Regions from separate parts of the Mus musculus genome. Here region 1 is linked to region 2. A link is a contact called in public promoter capture Hi-C data. All regions are on one chromosome and are shown on one strand. The core of a region is the stretch at or near the end of the contact, and the rest is flanking DNA. Distances in the headings are between cores, read along the strand shown. Region 1 holds the start of Zfp977 (zinc finger protein 977). Region 2 holds the start of Zfp788 (zinc finger protein 788).

What was found. Promoter capture Hi-C pulls out the DNA fragments that hold promoters and counts their contacts.
Region 1: a contact with region 2 is called in a promoter capture Hi-C map of embryonic stem cells, with 3 times the contacts expected there. The contact joins the promoter of Zfp977 here to the promoter of Zfp788 in region 2. A contact is called at or near these places in 1 of 39 promoter capture datasets (embryonic stem cells) and 4 of 115 datasets of contacts at active chromatin or transcription factors (embryonic stem cells and stem cell-derived neural progenitor cells).

Annotation. Positions count from the first base shown.
Region 1 is chr7:42,590,793-42,595,354 of GRCm38.p6, forward strand. It overlaps Zfp977 (zinc finger protein 977), which reads right to left and starts at 1,753. Exons shown (of 4, transcript NM_001362112.1): 1 at 1,645-1,753. The coding sequence starts at 1,647.
Region 2 is chr7:41,631,259-41,635,447 of GRCm38.p6, forward strand. It overlaps Zfp788 (zinc finger protein 788), which reads left to right and starts at 2,273. Exons shown (of 6, transcript NM_023363.3): 1 at 2,273-2,436; 2 at 3,422-3,452. It overlaps Gm51480 (a long non-coding RNA gene), which reads right to left and starts at 1,755. Exons shown (of 3, transcript XR_003946761.1): 1 at 1,667-1,755.

The DNA.
Region 1 (4,562 bases), core at 503-3,002, 960 kb after region 2:
GAAGAGGACAGCAAAGGCATTGATTGCCTGGGGAGCAACAGACTGGGATCAAGGCCACCTGAGTCAATAAAGCACGTCACAGAATCCTTTTCCTAAAAGGCTGAAGATGCAGCAGTTCTAGAGTCCATATGCCTTCCCAGGGAGAAATCACTACACACAATGAGAACATTAATTAAGAAATAGCTCTTTGGACTGGAGAGATGGCTCAGTGGGTAAGAGCACTTACTGCTCTTCCGGAGGTTCTGAGTTCAAATCCAACAACCACATGGTGGTTCACAACCATGAATAATGAGATCTGACGCCCTCTTCTGGAGTGTCTGCAGACAGCTACAGTGTACTTACATATAAAAAAATAAATAAATGTTTTTTTAAAAAAGAAAGAAAGAAATATCTCTTTAACAATAGCATGAGTCGCCCTGCGTGGTGACACACACCTTTAATCCCAGCACTTCGGAGGCAGAGGCAGATGGATTTCTGAGTTCGAGGCCAGCCTGGTGTACAGAGTGAGTTTTAGTACACCCATGTCTACACAGAGAAACCCTGTCTCAAAAAACAAAAATAAAAACAAACAAAGAAAAAAAAAACCAAAAACCAGAAAAAACCACCAAACACTAGCATGTGTCAAGCACTGGTTAATGCTCAAAGAGGAGCCAGCCTAGAACAGACCTTGCATTCCACAGCTGCCATTATCCTTAGTCTCTTTTGCATTCAGCCTCCAGGTTACACTTTGAACAATTGAGACAGGGACAGAGGACTGCAAGTCTAGCCACTTAGGCAGAGGGGAGGTTTGCACAGCAAAGATACCCCAGAAGTACTTCTTAAGTACATCAGAGACCTGAAACAGTGACACAGTCCTAAGTGGAAGATCCCAAAGGCTGAAAAGGAGAAGAGAGGCAGAAGGTACAGAGTACAAAAGGTGGGATGGGAAGGTCCCGCACAAGCAATACCTTATGCCAGGTCAGCTTCTTAAGAAGAATACCGTCTTTTATACTCCTTCCTGCGGTGTATAAAGTCAGCAGACACTGTTACATGATGGGATAAACTCGGAGGAGTCTAAAACAGTGCTGGGCAGCTTAATATTGGACAGGAGGTGATGTTTACAACTTTCTCATATTAACTCCAAATATATCTTGCATCACAATCTTAAAAGAAAGTGTAAAAATTGTATGAGATTAAAAAAAAAAGTTTTGTGTGTGTGTGTGTGTGTGTGTTTAAAGCCAGGCAGTGGTGGCGCACGCCTTTAATCCTAGCACTTGGGAGGCAGAGGCAGGCGGATTTCTGAGTTTGAGGCTAGCCAAACTGAGTGATTTCCAGGAGAGCCAGGGCAATACAGAGAAACACTGTCTTGAAAAACCAACCAACCAAACAAACAAAATTGTAGAAGATACTGGAGAAACTAGGCATTTCTGTGTTTGCCATCTTGCCAAGAAGGTTTCAACGCACAAGCTCATGCTTAAATATTCGCACAGATGAAGCCCCAGAGCAGAATTATTCAGAGCAGCCAAGACCACAAACAACCTCACATGTGGCCCTGTGTAGCTGAGGTGCGCAGCTAGCACCCAGTCCCAGGGAGGCCTCACCATACTCGCTCCAGTTGTTCAATCGCCTGCCCCTTCCCATTGGAAGCAGCTGCCATATACTCACCATGTCGCGAGGTCAGAGCTCGCCTGAATTCCCCTCACAGCACCCAGCAGTAGCACACAGAGCAGGACAAACAAACCACACCAGCCTCCTCAGCTACAGCATTGAACCAGCAACATGGCGCCCGGAAGCACCCGCCTCCAATTCTGACTGGCAGGTCAGACTTGAGGCCTTGATTGGCCAGCGAGTCTGGAGTGACATAAGCACCTCCCTTAAGGTTAGTGTGTGATGAAGGGACACAGCTTAGTGATTCCGGGCCCATGTTGCTGTTCCAGGACCGACCTTTTTCCAGATAAGTAGGGTGAGAGTGCACTGATGGGATAAGGCAAAGTGGTTGTGCTAGGACCCCAGGGGCCCAAATGTTGAGAACGCGACCCCCAGAGACGCAGGTTGACAATAGATCTCTGCAATGGCAAGAGGTTTTTATTCAGATTCACATAGCATTGCTCAGCCTCTCAGGGAGAGTCAACCCAGATTGCTTACAGTACAGTTTTGTTGGTGGGTTTTTTTTCTCTCTCTCTTTCTCTTTTTTTAGTGGGGAAGGGTTACACAACTATGATTGTTGGCTACCAAAGTAACAGTTATGTTCATTACTTTTGGTGATCAGCTAGCGATGTCAGAAACTTTGTCAGCAAGGTCGGTTTATCTTAGAATTCAAACTGAGGCCAGGGTCCCAGGGACCGTTTTTATTGTTATGGCTAATTTTTGAGAACAGCTAGTCTTGCTATGGCAGTTGTGGACATTTTGACCATTAGTCAGTCCCCTCAGATGGGGAAGGGGCCAGGCAGTCTTGAGCTTCTTTACATTGGCAGGGAAAGGCTTGTTTATATCAGCAGGGAAAGGGCAAGGAGCAGGGGGAAGGGAAAGGCTTCTGCAAACTGAGAATTCCTCAAGCAGCAGGGGGGAGGGAAAGTCTTGCTTCTGGCTTCCAGCACTTCCCCTTCTCCCTCCTGTAATCAAGGAAGATAGCTTGCAGGGCCCATTATTTAACTTGCAGTGAAATGAACAATCCAGCCCATAGGAAAAGGGCGCCCAGAATATTAACAATTCAGGAGATTTTTAGGAAACACTAAGATTTTTGTTCTGTGGTGTCATGGTCGGGTCAGGTAAACTGCAGCTATGTTTCACCTGGTAGGCATCAGAATTTACACAGCCCCAGGAGAAAAGCAAGAAACCGAAGACAAACTCTACATAACACTATTGCTAGCCAGCACATCTTCCTTAGTGGGAAGAGGAAAAAACCCACAGCTATATTAATAAAGGTATCCTAATGGACAAAACTGATAGAATGGATCTCTCTGTATATGTAGAAAGTGGATTTATTGGCATGGTTTGTAAGCTGTGGTCCAACCAGCCCAACAATGGCTGTCTGCAAATGGACAGATGAAGAATATAGTAGTGGTTCAGTCCATGTGGCTGGATGACACTGCTGGTATTCAGTCTACATCACAATGAGGAAGAAGTAGGCCAGTTTTCAAAAACTGAGTTTGCTAGTCAGAGGTAAAACATGAAGACAAGGAGAAAGAACTACCACCTTCAATGACCTTTACAATGTAGTCTGCCACTAGAAGCTGTGGCCTAGATTAAAGATATCTCTTATCACTTCAAATGATCCAGATTTAAAAGAGGGTTTACAACTTAAAAAGATATAATTATCAAAAATTCTTCACAGTACTTGAAATGTCGCCATTTTAGTTAATTCCATGTATTTGACGACCAAGAATAACCATCACAAGAGGCAAGACAGAAGAGCTAAGACAGATTTCATTCCATTTGCAGGCAAGGAGAACCTGGGAGTCATTTCCAAAGCAATGCTTTTTGTTTAATTTTAAAATTTATTTACTTTTATTCATTAATTGTTTTTTACAGTCCATACTTCATCCTCCTCCCTATCTGCCCCATGACCGTTCCTTATACCATACCTCCTATCCCTACCTCTATCTCCAAGAGGATGTCCCCACCCCACCATCAAGCCCCACCAGGCATCCCCACTCTCTGGGGCCTAAAGGCTTTTCATGGTAAGGTGCATCTTCTCTCACTAAGGCCCCAACCATGCAGTCCTCGGCTTTATATGTCAAGGGCTTCATAACAGCTGCCTGGTTATATGCTGCCTGCTTGGTGGCTCAGTGTCTTGAGAGATCTCAGCTTTCAGGTCACTTGAGACTGCTGGTCTTTCCCTGGGGCCACCCTCCTCCTCAGATTTTTCCAGCTTTCCCCAAATTCAACCATGGGGGTCCCGGGCTTCTGTCTATTGGCTGGGTGCTAGTATGTGCATCTGATTCTTTCAGATGCTTGTTAGGCTTCTCAGAGGTCAACCATGCTAGGTTCCTGTCTGCAAGCACATCACAGCACCATTAACAATGTCAGGACCCTGGACCCCCTTGAGGTGGATCCCAACTTGGGCCTGTCACTAGATGTCCTTTCTCTCATGCTCTTCTCCATTTTGTCCCTGCAGTTTCAACAGACAGGAACAATTCTGGGTCAGAGCTTTTGACTGTGGGATCGAAACCCCATCCTTCCACTTGATGTCATGTCCCCCCACTGGAAGTGCAATCTATAAGTTCCCACTCCCCACTGTAGAACACTTCATCCAAGATCCCTCCCTTTGAATCCCGAGAGTCTTTCAACTTCCATGTCACCAGTACATTCTAGAGTGTCCCCCTACCTCCAGAGGTTAGCTGTTTCCATCCTTTCTGGTGGTCCTCAGGGCTTCAGTCCTGTTCCCCAAACCCAATACCTGATCATGTTCCCTACTTCCCCTCACTGTGCCCTCTCCCAACCAGGTCATTTCCTCCCCCCCCCTCCCCTTCCCCCCATTATCGCTTTCTTCTCCCACCCTAGTGGGTTTGAGGCAACCTCACTTGGGTCGTTATGCTGTGACCCTTCATGAGTCCTGTGTGTTGTGCTTGTGTATTCTCTAT
Region 2 (4,189 bases), core at 1,023-3,522:
CATCTAAGTTTTTGTTTGTTTGTTTGTTTGCTTGTTTTCGAGACAGGGTTTCTGTGCAGCCCTGGCTGTCCTGGAACTCACTTTGTAGACCAGGCTGGCCTCGAACTCAGAAATCCGCCTGCCTCTGCTTCCCAAGTACTGGGACTAAAGGCGTGCACCACCACTGCCAGGCTCTAAGGTTTTGTTTTTGTTTTTTTATGTCCTCCAACTTTTATATCTTTGAATTATTGACCTCAAGGCACTGTCTACCCTCAAATGTTTTCTTGGATCCTCATAAGTTAAGCTTATACCCTCAGACCTTTCATAAAGCTACATCTTTCTATACAGCTATTGACCATGAGACATAGGTGGTTGATCACTGGGGAACAGTCACTGAAAACCGAGTTTTTTAGATAAGGGAGTAGCAGAAGGTTACATCTTGGAAAGATTACATCTGGAACTTGTATATCTTCTATCATGAAGCCTGTGAGCAAGGCAACCAGTCTGCCTTTTTGTTAAGCGATCTGGTAGTCTTAACTATCTAATGAATTGACTAAAGAGCTAATACAGTAGTGGATTACCTTGGGGTAAGGGGCTGGTCGCCCTATCTAGCTGTTAAGCTGCAGTTAGCTTAGCTGTCAATGTAGTCAGAGATCTGAGAAGAATAAATTATAATCTAGATGTCATATATTAATTTTAATGTGTTTTATAAAATGGAGCCAGTGGTACCAAAGGGAGCGCCTGCCTGCCTAGGCCCATGCCAAAGAGTTCCCTCTGAGAAATCAGCTATAGGATGAACTTAGTATGAAAGGGAGTTTATTTGGAACCTGGGGAAGTCGGTAGAGGCAGAGAAGACGGGGACAGAGAAGAACAGAAGAAAAGAGAAAGAGGGGAAGAGGCTGGCTGGGGACATTAGAGGGAGGGAGGGAGGGAGGGAGGGAGGGAGGGAGGGAGAGAGAGAGAGAGAGAGAGAGAGAGAGAGAGAGAGAGAGAGAGAGAGAGAGAGAGAGAGAGCGCGAGCTTTTTTATCAAGCCAGGCTCTTACCTGGCTGTTGCTAGGTAACTGGTGGGCGGATCATCAAGGAAGTGACCATTACTGATGAATGTTTGCACCCACAAACATAGACAAAAATCTTTGAATTTGTCCCAGCATTACAATAATAAAAAAGGTGTACTAACACTTGGGAAAGAACAGAGTAACAAAACAGTATAATCAGAAACTTAAACACAAAGAAACTAGCTGCCTTATGGTCCAACTCTAAAACTCCACCTATTCCAGTCAGAGTAGTTGCCCATGCCTTCATTCAACAATCAGAACGCGTAGACAGACAGATCTATTGAGTTCTAGGCCAGCTTGGTCTACATGCCAAGTTCTAGCTAGTGAAAGTTACTTAATGAGACTCGGTCTTTTTTTTTTTTTTTTTTTTTTTTTTTAATACGCAATAAGAACCGCTAAAATCATCACTGCTGCAGGGCCCGCACAGCATCAGAGTCCTCAATGGAAGCTTCTGGCCCGTCCAGACAGATCTGCCCAGGGGCCACTAGGAGGGGTCAATCTCAGGTTTCTGAAAACTACTGGACGCTGGCTGTCCCACTGTCACCCGCCCCTATCCCGGGAAAGATGACCACAGCCAACTCGGTCGTTTGCCCTACTCCATCAGGGATCAGTAAGCTGCTACTCGCTTACATAAGCTTCACCACGGCGGGGTTCTGCGCTGTCCTCATGGCTCCGCACAGCGGGCCCACAGTGCACTGCACTCCTGTCCATTGCGTACCTCTCCCTCAGAGGCAAAGCAGAACACTGAGCACCGCCTGCAGGGAAGACCCGCCTCCTATCCGTGCTTTCTGAGGGAACTGCATGTCCCGATGCTTTGATTGGCTAAAGAGGCGTGAGTGACAGACGTTCCCTTTGATGGAAAGGAGAGCTAAAGGCGTAGGGAGAGCCACACTCCTTCCCAGTTGTGTGTTCGCTAAAGGGTGCAGACCTGTTCCAGATCCAGGGAGATTTGCATTTAAGCAGAATTGTGTAGTGGGCAGTGCACATGAGCGACCCTGTGCTCTGAAGCAAGGAGTGCCAACTAAGTGCAAGAAGACAGCCGAGCCAGTTCTGGGAGGAAGAAACAGGTTCTGTGTAAATGTAGATCTCACTGGAGCTCATTCAGGTCCGCACATAGGGCCGAAGGCAGGGCTGGGAGTGACTAGCAGTACTGGTCCCTTCAGTCATGTGCAGCTTAAGGATGCTATCACTCAAACATTGCTAGCCAATCAGAGCTTCCAAGTAGGCAGTCCAATCGAGTGCCAGCGGGAGGCGGGATTTCTTGGCCGCCATGCCACCTTCCAAGCTCTAAGACTGAGGTAGTCGCGTTGGAGACGTTGCTCTGTACGAAGTGCACCGCTGTGACAAATTATGAGGCAAATTATGTGAAGAGAGCGGGTGAGCCTGCAAGCCGCGCTATGGTGAGCAAGGGACCCTTGTCCCCAGATGGGGTGGATCCGATGTGGTGCATCCTCACCGGGGTTGGGGCGGGCCTTTTGGTACTGGCATCAGGATTCCCCCTCCCCGTGGGTTTAGAGTTACTCCCCACCCCCACGCCCTTGCGGGCCTTGGGGGGGGGGGGGGACGACTTGATGAGCTCTGTCCAGCAAGAGGAGTGCCTCGATGTTGGTGACGTCAGTTCCCTGTATGTGAGCACTGGTAGTGTTGTTGGCGTTTCACCACACTGCTAACCTTAAGACCCTCTAGGTTTTCTGTGTTATGTTCTTGATGTTCTGAATGCATGGTGCAGGCTGTATTTAGATTTAGGTTCCCCCCCCCCGGGGTGGGTGGGTGGGAGGGTATAGGGGGGCTTTCGGGATAGCATTTAAAATGTAAATGGAGAAAATATCTAATAAAAAAAAAGGAAAAAAAAAAGAAAAAACGTATTCATTTTTTTTTCCTTTTACAATCTTTTGGGAGAGCACTCCCCATGTTTTAAATCCATATTTATTTATTGCGGGCTGGCAAGTGTGCCAGTGTGCCTGTGGAAGTCAGAGGATAGTTCCTGAGAATAGGTTTCCCACTGTGCTGGCCCCAGGGTTTGAATTCAGGGCAGCAGGCTTGGAGATAGTTACCTTTACTGGGCCTTTCCAGGCCCTCTCCTATTTTAACTTTTTTGAAGGTTTATTTTTATTTTATGTGTATGAGTATGTGCTTGCATGTGTGTATATACCAAATGCATGTGCAGGCCAGAACTGGATTTGGATCTCCAAGAACAGTTTTAGATGCTTTTCAGATGCCACGTGTGTGCTAGAAATTAAACTTGGGTTCTCTTTAAGAGCAACGAGTGGTTTAAACCACTAAGCCGTCTCTTCAGAACCCTAATTATTAGTTTAAGGATTATTTATGTTTTGTATATGTATGTGTCTCTCAGTATAAATGCTACATGTGTGTGATTCCCCACAGAGGCCTGAAGAGGATGTCGGAGGCCTTGAAGGTAATGAATGTTAAATGCTGTCATCAGCCACTGAAGTGAGTGCTGGGAACCAAACTCAGGTTTTCCAAAATAGCACACTCAACTGCTGAGTCATCTCTCCAGCCCTCCGTGTACTTCAGGGGACACTGAGAGACAAGTGTAAAGGTCTCTGGAGAGAGGTGTCCTTCATATCCTCGTCTGTCTGAATCCGTAAGCCCTAGTACTGAGCTTTTCTGTCCTACACAGTTTTCTCTAGGTGGGGCTGAATGGAACTACAGGAAAGTCTGAGATCCTAGCTTGAGTCCCCAAAACCCTCTGTGGCAGTTCCTCTTAACTTCTCTAATGCCAGCCTTTAATACAGTTCCTCATGTTCTTGTGACTCACGACCATAAAATTATTTTTTCATTAATTCATTAATTCATTCATTAAATTTACATTCTGATCAAAACCTCCCTCCCCCTCTCCACCCAATTCCATCTTTACAAATCCCTCCCCACGTTGCCTCCTCTCTTCCTGGGGCATCCAGTCCCAGCAGAACTAAGCACGTCCTTTCCCACTGAGGCCCAACCAGGCAGTTCAGTTAGGGGAAGGAGATCCAGGGGCAGGCAACTAAGTAAAAGACAGCCCCCACTCTAACTGCTAGGGAACTCAGATCAAGACCAAGCTGCTCATCTGCTCCAAATGTGTAGGGGATATAGGTCCAGCCCCTACATGCTTTTTGGTTGGTGGTTCAGTCTCTGTGGGCCCCCATGGTCCCA